3 separate regions of the Mus musculus genome follow, and all the other regions are linked to region 2. The links are chromatin contacts, called in public HiChIP or PLAC-seq maps. All regions are on one chromosome and are shown on one strand. Each heading gives the region's core, a stretch centred on a gene start, on an enhancer-like site or on the middle of the called end of the contact. The rest is flanking DNA. Distances are from core to core; before and after follow the strand shown. Region 1 holds the start of Lepr (leptin receptor). Region 2 holds the start of E130102H24Rik (RIKEN cDNA E130102H24 gene). Region 3 has its middle 22 kb from the start of Leprot.

Region 1 (2,991 bases), core at 85-2,584, 360 kb after region 2:
GCCTGTGGGGTGGGGTGGCAGTTTCTGTAATGGCTCATCTCATGGGATAGGAGCTATGCTCTCAGTCCTGTGGTGGCTGGGTTAATTCAGGCAATTCACTTGTAGAGCCCGTTTTTTGATGGCCTTCCTAGGAGAACGATGGTCAAATTAACCTTGAGAGACCTTTGCTTGTAACTGAGGATTTACCCAGTCTAAATATCTCTACTCACTTTCATCTTTACTGTTTCTCTTTCAGATCTACTGTACAGCTGGGAATTTTATAAATGCTTATGTCCTCCTTCCTCAAGTTCAAAGAGAATAATGTAATACATCAAGTCCTCAATAAACAGACATAGGAAGTAAGCAGATGAGTGAGTCACATTTTGAGCAGAGAGCAACAAATGTACTTTGAGTTTGGATTCTGACTCTCTAAGGACAGATTTTTTTCCATCCATCCATCCATCTATCTATCTATCTATCTATCTATCTATCTATCTATCTATTTTGTAACCTGCTACGTCAAATGTCATTGAGTTCCAGGATGGAAAACGAAGTGTTCATTAATCAACTAGATGCAGGAATGCCCTCTTTCCCTTTGGGACAAGTAAGGCTGAGGTGATGGCTGATGCACATCAGGGGATAGGGAGCTCCTGACTGTCCTATTGGAGGGGTAGGGGGTAAGGGTCTTTCCTGGTTCTCTTTCCCACTTGGCACTTTCCTTGCGATTATTACTGCAGCATACCCCACACCTGCTGCTGTAAAGGCCAGAGAGGACAGAATCAGCCCTCAAAGCTTCGCCCAAGCTCCTCGGCCACGCGCGCAGCGTCCCCGCCGCGCAGTCACCTGAGTGGCCAGTGCCCCGCAGCGTCGCGCCCGCGCACGAGTGGTCGGCACCTTCTGAGCCAGCAGCATAGAGCCCAGGCATCCCTGCTTTACGCCACTCCGGGACACAGGTGGGACACTCTTTTAGTCCTCAATCCCTGGCGCGAGGCCACCCAAGGCAACGCAGGACGCAGGGCGTTTGGGGACCAGGCAGCAGACTGGGGCGGTACCTGCGGAGAGCCACGCAACTTCTCCAGGCCTCTGACTACTTTGGAAACTGCCCGGGGCTGCGACATCAACCCCTTAAGTCCCGGAGGCGGAAAGAGGGTGGGTTGGTTTGAAAGACACAAGGAAGAAAAATGTGCTGTGGGGCGGGTTAAGTTTCCCACCCTCTTCCCCCTTCCCGAGCAAATTAGAAACAAAACAAATAGAAAAGCCAGCCCTCCGGCCAACCAAAGCCCCAAGCGGAGCCCCAAGCGGAGCCCCAGCCGGAGCACTCCTTTAAAAGGATTTGCAGCGGTGAGGAAAAAACCAGACCCGACCGAGGAATCGTTCTGCAAATCCAGGTATGTTGAGGCCATCTAAGGCACTGGGTGTCGGGGCGCGACGCTACTCGTGGACTCCTGCCTGCAGAGGAGTTCTTCGGAGGGGCCTGAAGGGTCTGTGTGTATCCAGACAGTGACGCAAGCGCAGCGACAGCGCTCCGGACCCAGAAACATAGCACCTGGGTTCAGCTGTGGTTTCCGATTTATCTTCAGGGGTGTGTGCTTAGCCTAACCTCCATGGGTTTCTTGTCTATCACATTTAGAGGGTTGGATTCATTTCAGAGGGCTTTTTAATAATACCTCAGGTGTGCCTCATATTAAAAATCTAGACTTCTGTAATTGCTAATCTTGCTAATTTCATGAAACTAAAAGACTCCATTGGTCTTGGGTTGGGGTTTTTATGTGCATTAACAATCAATGTTTTCAGGATTTTTCAGTTAATAGTGGTAGGGAAAACATAGCATTTGTAAAGAATTTGGAAATATATAATTAATACAAGAATAGATCACCTGGCACTAAAAGAGTCATGTTACCTTTAAGCCAATGTCTGCAACACTGAAAAACTGAATAGAAAAAGGAAGAAAGAAGTACCGCAACTACATAAATAACCTGTGGCTTTCACACAGTACTTTTTTTTTTTTTTTTGTATTGTATATTTGGAAGAAAAAAATTGTAGAAAGCCAAAAATTGTAGCTTTCTCATCAAATACTGTGTGGCACTTGTGGCTTCTTAGCATAAAGTTGTGTGCAGAATGTTTAAGAAGTGGTTTTCCAGACCACTTCAGAGTGTCTCTGAAATGAATCTCAATAACAGAGACAGCAACTTCAGTGATATGTTTAATAATCTTGGAATGAATCCCAGAAAATAGTAGAGGTTAACTAAACAGATCAATCAGAAATTAGTACTACACACACACACACACACAGTAGTACTATAACGTGGCAGTGTACTTTTTGCTTAATTTTTGAAAAACAGAACACCTTGACATATGTGGGCACAGAAGGAGACAGTAGCTTTTTTTTTTTTTTTTAACCACATAAAATATTTTACTGTTGGTATTTTTAAAATTGTTTGGGATTTAGACACTGCCAGTTAGGCTAGGCATAGAAGCATTTTTAGCTAATTTTGTTGGCTATGGTCTAAAATGAAATAATGTCTTACCACCCACAAATGCTTTGTGTGCAATCTAAGAAGCAAAAGGACTTTGAAGTACTCCTTTATGAACACAGTTTAACTTATTTTCAGTTCTTTCTCTGTCTTTTGGCTGGGAAGAACGTCGACCAGTTTCTCTGTGGTCCTCATAGTACCCCCTGAAGCAGAGGCTCGGTTCCTTTGAAACTGAGCAGACTGAAGTGGATCCTGTGCTGATTAGCTAGGGAGCCTTAGAGCTCAGATACCCTGCTGGTGCTTGCTTGAAAAACAAGGGGAACACTGCAGGCATCTGCCTCTTAGATCCAGGCCAGCTCATTCACAGCTTGGGGAGCTGTGGAGCTTGGCAGAGACCCTTTTCTCTTTTGCAATGTGGGGCTCTACTCTCCTATGACTTTATCGAGGAAAAACAGTCATTGCTTCGCCCTTAGATCACTAATACAGGACCAAATGGTTTGTGTTTGTGAAGTGGGAGGTCTTGGAAATAAGGGGGGGA
Region 2 (2,958 bases), core at 128-2,627:
TATTTTATATTCCAAACATAATAAATGAAAAGACAGAGAAAAAAATTGCCTAGTTCTAGGAAAGGGGTGGGGGTGGCTATCTCTCCCCATCCACTCTCTCCAATATAAGGCCAGGAGGAGCAAAAGGCACTGCAGAAAACAGCTGTTAGGAAGAATTCAGGAGGCTCCGGGAGGAGAATGCTACGGGGGTTTTGGAAACCGGAACTTGAGGACACCCCCCCCCAAATCCTTTCTTCTTCCCTCCCTCTTGGAAGAGACTTGGGGCTGGGTGTGCCTTCTGCTTTGAGAAGCATTTGGCTCGGTAGAAAGGCAAGGGGCCAGGGTGCGGCCCACAGGGAATAAAAGCTTAGGCCTGGCTCTGGGCTAAGTTTAGTGGGAGATAGAGGAGACCGGAGAAGTGCAGGTCTGAGTGGAAGACCTACTGTGGAATTAAAAAAAAAAAAAACCCTCACTAGGGGCAGGGCGGGAGACACCTCTCTTTTTCAACTTAAACTCAACAGTTCATTGCCGGTGGGAAGAAGGGTGAAGAAAGAGACAAATTTTAACGTAAACTGTGAATTGCAACTTCTGGGGACTAGAGAGGGCTGACGTACCAACGCTATCAGCAGGTGAAAAGAAGCGCCTTTTACCAATTCTGGGGTGTCGAGGTCTGGCCAAGCTCTGGTGGGCAGGGCACTGTCTGGCTTCTTAGCTCACCTCGCCTCCAAAGCGGGAAGAAGCATAGGTGTGGTCTTTCTCCAGGAAGGTGGCAGCTGGCTTCGCGGGGCAAGGGAAAGGATTCCTCACCGGGAAGGCGGGGAGGAGCCCCGGGGTCAGCTGCGGCCAGGAGCCGGGGTCTTCGCCAAGTCCCCTCCCCCTCCTGAAAACCGACCTGGACTAGGATCGATTACAGCAACACCCTCTCGCCTTCCCAATAATTTCGCAAATAATAGTAATAAGCCCAGCCCCTCTGGCGCACGTTTAAAACAAACAAGCAAACAAACAAAAACCCAGAGCCCTGAGCGGTGGAAACAAACAGGTGAGTCCAGGGAGAAGCGGGAAAGAGTGGGGGATAAGAGGGGGGGCGTTCCCAAACGTAAGGGGAAACAGAGGTTCTCCCAACCTCTCTCCATTTTCCTTCCCCCTGCCCCCCAAGAGTCTGCGTGACAGGCTAGGTACCGCAAAGCCCACTCTGACAGCCTTCCCGCAGCCCGCGCCCCCGCCTGCCTACCCTAGGCTCCCGTGTCCAGGCTTCGGGGACCGCGCGGCGCTCGCCCGCACCCCGGCCCGCCACCGCCGCCGCGGGGACTCCGCTCTTCCTCTCTCCGCCTCCTCCTCGCAGACTCCTCCCGCCGGATCCGTCATGTAAACAACATCCCGGCTCTATTTCCAGCGGCCGCGGGACGGCGAGGGAACCGCGCCAGCGCCCAGCCACCGGGCGGGGGTGGGGGGAAAAGCGAGTGCGCCACAGCTCCGGGCCTGGCCCCGAGCTGCCGCCCCGCGCGGTCCGCCGCCTACCGGAGCTGGCGCCGAGCGCCCAAAGGCGTCCAACAGCAGCCTCCGCCCCCGCCGTCGTCTCCGGGCTCCGGGATACGGGGCCGGCCCGGGTGCGAGCGCCGTGCGCGCGCCGCACAGCCGCTCTCTGCGCCCCGCGGGCCGGCCAGGGCGCGCCGCCAGCCCGGGGCCGAGAGCGCAGCACCCGGAGCGCGCACACGGACGCCGCCCCCGCGGCCGCGCGCACCCCGCACCCACCTGCGCCCTCGGGGGTCCCGAGCCCCCCTTTCTTTGTTCATCCCGCTATTTGCATGAGGATTATCTAATGACGCAGCAAGGCTCGCCACAACGTGACCGTCGCCATTTTTCTGTTTTTATTCTAGCTTTGCCATGTGATAGATTGGGGAAGGGGGGGGGGGGGTGGAAAAGGGAGAGAGACAGGATTGAAGGAAAAAAAAAAAAAAAAAAAACTTCCGGGTCTCATGACCGGGAAGGGAGAAAAACAAAAGGGAGACGAGACACAACTCCAGGCGAAGGACGTGGTGCGTGTGCGCGCGTGCGCGCCGGTCTCTCCGTGCCCAGGAGCCGGAGGCTGGGGTGCTCCAAGCATCCTCCCATCATCAGGGTCCGCGGATCCTGGTTGTGCGGGCCTTGTGCTCCATCCTTCTGCTGGGTACCCGGCTGCCTGCCCTTGCCTGGCTCCAGTGGCTCAGTGGTCCATTCAAATAACAGAATCGGAAGACCGCTGCATTTTCTAAGTTGTAAAACAGTTCGCTCCGAGGACCCCCACATGGCGAGGGCAGGGGGAATCAGACCAGTTCAGATTTTCTTTCTGCTTCCTTTTCTCTTTTCCTAAAGCTGGACGCACAGCTTAGGGATGGTTTGTGGCGTTGCGGGCTTTTTGGTTTGGTTTGGTTTGGTTGGGCGAGGGCGTGCATCGTGGCTGGATTTATTGAGGTAGAAATTTAAATAAAAGGTTCAGTGCTAGGAAGGGTTGAGAAGACTGCTGCAGAGCTTTGGGCCGATTCGTGTTCTACCGTGTTAATTCACATTCACAGGACGTGATAGGTGCCCAGAGTTCACGGTTGCTGAAAGGATAAATGTCTGGAACTCTGCCAGGTCTCAGTGACAGAGTTTGGTGCTTTCGGTTACTTGTGTGTGTTCCTTCAAGAGCTTTCACTTTTGTTTCTCTTCTGCGTGCCTCTCGTATGATTGAAAGCAGAAGTGGACCTTAGCGTTGACTAGGGCGCTACCACTTACAGGTGAGAGACACAGGGTAGGTCTAAGCTAAATACCGTGTTAGACCCCAGTTTGTTTGGACCGAGAGACAGCTGAGGGGGTAAAGTAGAGCCTAGCACCGTGCAGCTGTAGTTCCGTTTTGTAACATTCCTGTGCCTAGAACTTAAAGATGGATAACTCAGAACTGCTAACCCCACAGGACTGCTGCGGGGGTTCATGACCTCTTCCGGCACCTTTCTTGAGTGT
Region 3 (2,864 bases), core at 95-2,594, 310 kb after region 2:
ACAGAGTGAGCTCCAGGATGGCCAGCCAGGATTGTTAAACAGAGAGCTCTGTCTTGAAAAAAAGAACAAAAGAAAGTGAAAAAAAAACAATAAAGGAAAAGATACAGACTCTTATGAATATGGACATGGATGTGGGCAGGTAATGGAGACTTCTGCCCATGACACAATAGTCTGGAAAAGTTTATTCAGTCTATGGCACCTGAAGGACATAGAAGACAGTCCAGGCAGTAACGAAAGGATAATCCAAAAGGAGGGATAAGCAAGGGCAGAGTCCTGAGCTAGAACACATCTCCTCCTGGCTTGTAGCCTGAGAGGTGGATAATATGGTTAAATCCATTAATTGTGGGATGGTTGGTTATATCCCCCAGGACCTCAAAGGTCCTTGTAAGGATTTCAACATTTACTTAGAGATGACTACCTGTACCTGGCAGGAGTGAGGTCCCCCACCCCCCACCCCCACTTCAGCTCTCAGCCTGTTGAGATAATAGACCCTAGGGAACTGGAATTTCTCCTGGGAGTCTTCTCTTTGCTGACCTGTTACCAACTAGAGGAGGTTTGTTTCCTGGAAAGAGTTTTCACACAGCACTGGCAAGTGTGAAGCAGGAGCTGAGACAATGCTATGTTGGCGATGGGCCACATCTTGACCAGGAAGGGCAGCTTGCCTGCCGTGTGAATTGACTTTCATATCCGGACTCTGAGCTCAATATTTGGTCCTCTTTTCAATATGGCTACAGTGAATAACTCTTCCTCTGCCCAGCCTCGCTGGTTTTCTCTGTAATTAGCCTACTGGGGATAGGTGGCAGAGCCTCGCTTGTTAGGGCTGTCAGGGCCTGAGGTATGACCCTAAAAACCTCTGCTAATGAAGCTAGAACAAGAGGGTTTTGAGAAGGCATGATTTGACTCCTAATGGGTTTGCTCTAGTGTGTTTTAATTAAAAGTATTCTGTAAAGAGAGGGGGAAAATTGCTCTTCCAAAAAAATCGCTTTTCCAAATCTGTCTTTGAAAGAAAGAAAAGAGAACAACAAACAACTGGAAAATAAACCAGTGCATTTGCCCAGGGACAGATGGCAAAGGCTGAGAGTGAGTCACAGAGTCACAAACATGACCGTTCTGTCAAAAGTGCTCAGGAAATAGCTCGGTCCCTAATTAATAATTCCATGCCGATAAATCTAGCTGGTAGCAAGTGGAATGAGATAAGATCTTATGGGAACATGCTTCCAGTAAGGTTGGCAAAGAATTCTGTGTAAACTTAACAAGAACTGAAACTCTGGCCTAACAGTTTATCTCTGAGGTGTGAGTCATGTCCTTAGCAACGACTGCCTGGTTCTGGTATTGGGCATTGAGGCAGAGGTGTGGGCATCTGATTCGGCAGAAGGGGTTGAGAGTGAAGTAGAAGAAACAAGGAGACTGCTGTAAAAGTGTGGGTGTTGTGGGCCTGCCACCTGCCCTAGGAACTAACTCTGTGCCACTTGGGGCTCTGCTTGTTTAAGTTATTGAAAGGTTTTGGGTTTGAGGGCTCAAGGGACAACACTGAGGTGAATTGTCTTTGGTGTAAGAGATTTATTAGTGTTGTGGCAGCCACTTAAATCCAATATAAATCCAACCTTTCAATGCAAATGACAAAAATCTATTGTGACCAAGCTGCTACAGAATTGACTCAGGAGCTGGACCATGACCCCAAAGAGAAGTTGCATAGCATATTTAAAGGATGAGACCACAAAGCGAGGGGGAAAGTGGTGGGCTATAACATTGTCCAATTGTATTTTGATATAAGGGTGTTTTCACCAATCAGTTCTTGGGCCTGGAAACATGAACTTAATTTGACCCTGCCAAATTAAGCAAGATAGAGAGAAGTTGTCCTTGAGATGTCTAGACTCAGAAACTGTTTCCTGATAATAGATGTTGTTCAGCTATTGGGAAGTCCTCAGCTCCTCTAGGGCCTGGGACCTTGAATTTCATTTCTCCCTATGATTAAATGGAGTCTGAAAACAAAATGGTAGCACTTAGGATAAGTTTCCTTTGCTTGTTTCAAACATCAGAAGAATTATTAATGCCAACGACAGACAATAGCATGGTAAGCTATGATGAGACAGAAGTCCCTTCTTTAGCTCTCAGGCCTGATTCCTGGGAAACAGGGAATGGAGAGGGAGCCCTGAGTTCCAGGAAAGGAATACAGGACCCAAGCTGTGGAGGAAATGGGAAGAAAGGGTGTATCTAGTTGGGGCACACACATTATAGACGTAGCCCTTCTGGTGTGGTGGGGTCTGTTGCCAGAGCCTATAAGAGACTAGCTGGGAGTCAAATGAGGTGAAGGTCAGAATATAAAAGAACCGTTTCACAGGTGGTAGGAGAGGAAGGATGGGGTAGGGAAGAAGGGGTGGGGCCCAAGGATGGGATGGAGGGGAGGTGAGACAATCCACCACAATGGTTTCCAATCAGATCAGCAGCTCCATTTCCTGTTTCTATCAGTGGCCTGTGCTTATAATCATAGAGATGGAGACAGGGGGATCCTTGGGACTCTCTGGTTATCCAGCTTACTTTAATTTTTAAATTGGTGAGCCTTGGGTTCCAGTGAGGACCTTATCTTGAAACAACAACTAACAACAATACATTGGCAAAACGGGCAGCCATCTGCAGAACAACACCCATGGTTGACCTCTGGCCTTCACACACAGGTACATACACATGCAAGTGCACCTGTATACACCCCCTCCCCAACACACACACACACACACACACACACACACACACACACACACAGAGAGAGAGAGAGAGAGAGAGAGAGAGAGAGAACATAAAAAAGTAGGTTTATTTTGATACAGAACAGACTTAAAGTTTAAAAATCATCGCAAAAAACACAGCTG

What was found. HiChIP or PLAC-seq counts read pairs in DNA pulled down with a chosen protein or histone mark.
Region 1: an HNF4G HiChIP or PLAC-seq map of pancreatic cancer cells shows a contact between it and region 2. The contact joins the promoter of Lepr here to the promoter of E130102H24Rik in region 2. A contact is called at or near these places in 3 of 39 promoter capture datasets (hippocampal neurons, liver and maxillary cranial neural crest) and 1 of 115 datasets of contacts at active chromatin or transcription factors (pancreatic cancer cells).
Region 3: a FOXA1 HiChIP or PLAC-seq map of pancreatic cancer cells shows a contact between it and region 2. The contact joins the enhancer-like site here to the promoter of E130102H24Rik in region 2. A contact is called at or near these places in 12 of 39 promoter capture datasets (3T3-L1-derived adipocytes, the C10 cell line, HPC-7-derived erythroid cells and 7 more), 3 of 15 datasets of contacts at CTCF or cohesin (embryonic stem cells, large pre-B cells and pro-B cells), 35 of 484 Hi-C or Micro-C datasets (B cells, the C10 cell line, the C2C12 cell line and 26 more) and 14 of 115 datasets of contacts at active chromatin or transcription factors (craniofacial prominence, embryonic forebrain, embryonic limb bud and 8 more).

Annotation. Positions count from the first base shown.
Region 1 is chr4:101,716,572-101,719,562 of GRCm38.p6, forward strand. Lepr (leptin receptor) reads left to right here and starts at 1,335. Exons shown (of 19, transcript NM_146146.3): 1 at 1,335-1,367.
Region 2 is chr4:101,354,871-101,357,828 of GRCm38.p6, forward strand. E130102H24Rik (RIKEN cDNA E130102H24 gene) reads right to left here and starts at 1,378. Exons shown (of 2, transcript NR_040708.1): 1 at 1,211-1,378. The region is part of intron 1 of 0610043K17Rik (RIKEN cDNA 0610043K17 gene); the gene reads left to right.
Region 3 is chr4:101,668,732-101,671,595 of GRCm38.p6, forward strand. No RefSeq gene overlaps it. Among named protein-coding and RNA genes, the nearest start is that of Leprot, 22 kb to the left of the region's middle. Within about 2 kb of position 1,345, at least 17 of the 459 cell types and tissues checked have an H3K27ac peak or open chromatin away from gene starts, as enhancers often do. A contact at or near this core is called in pancreatic cancer cells and uterus, where this site is marked.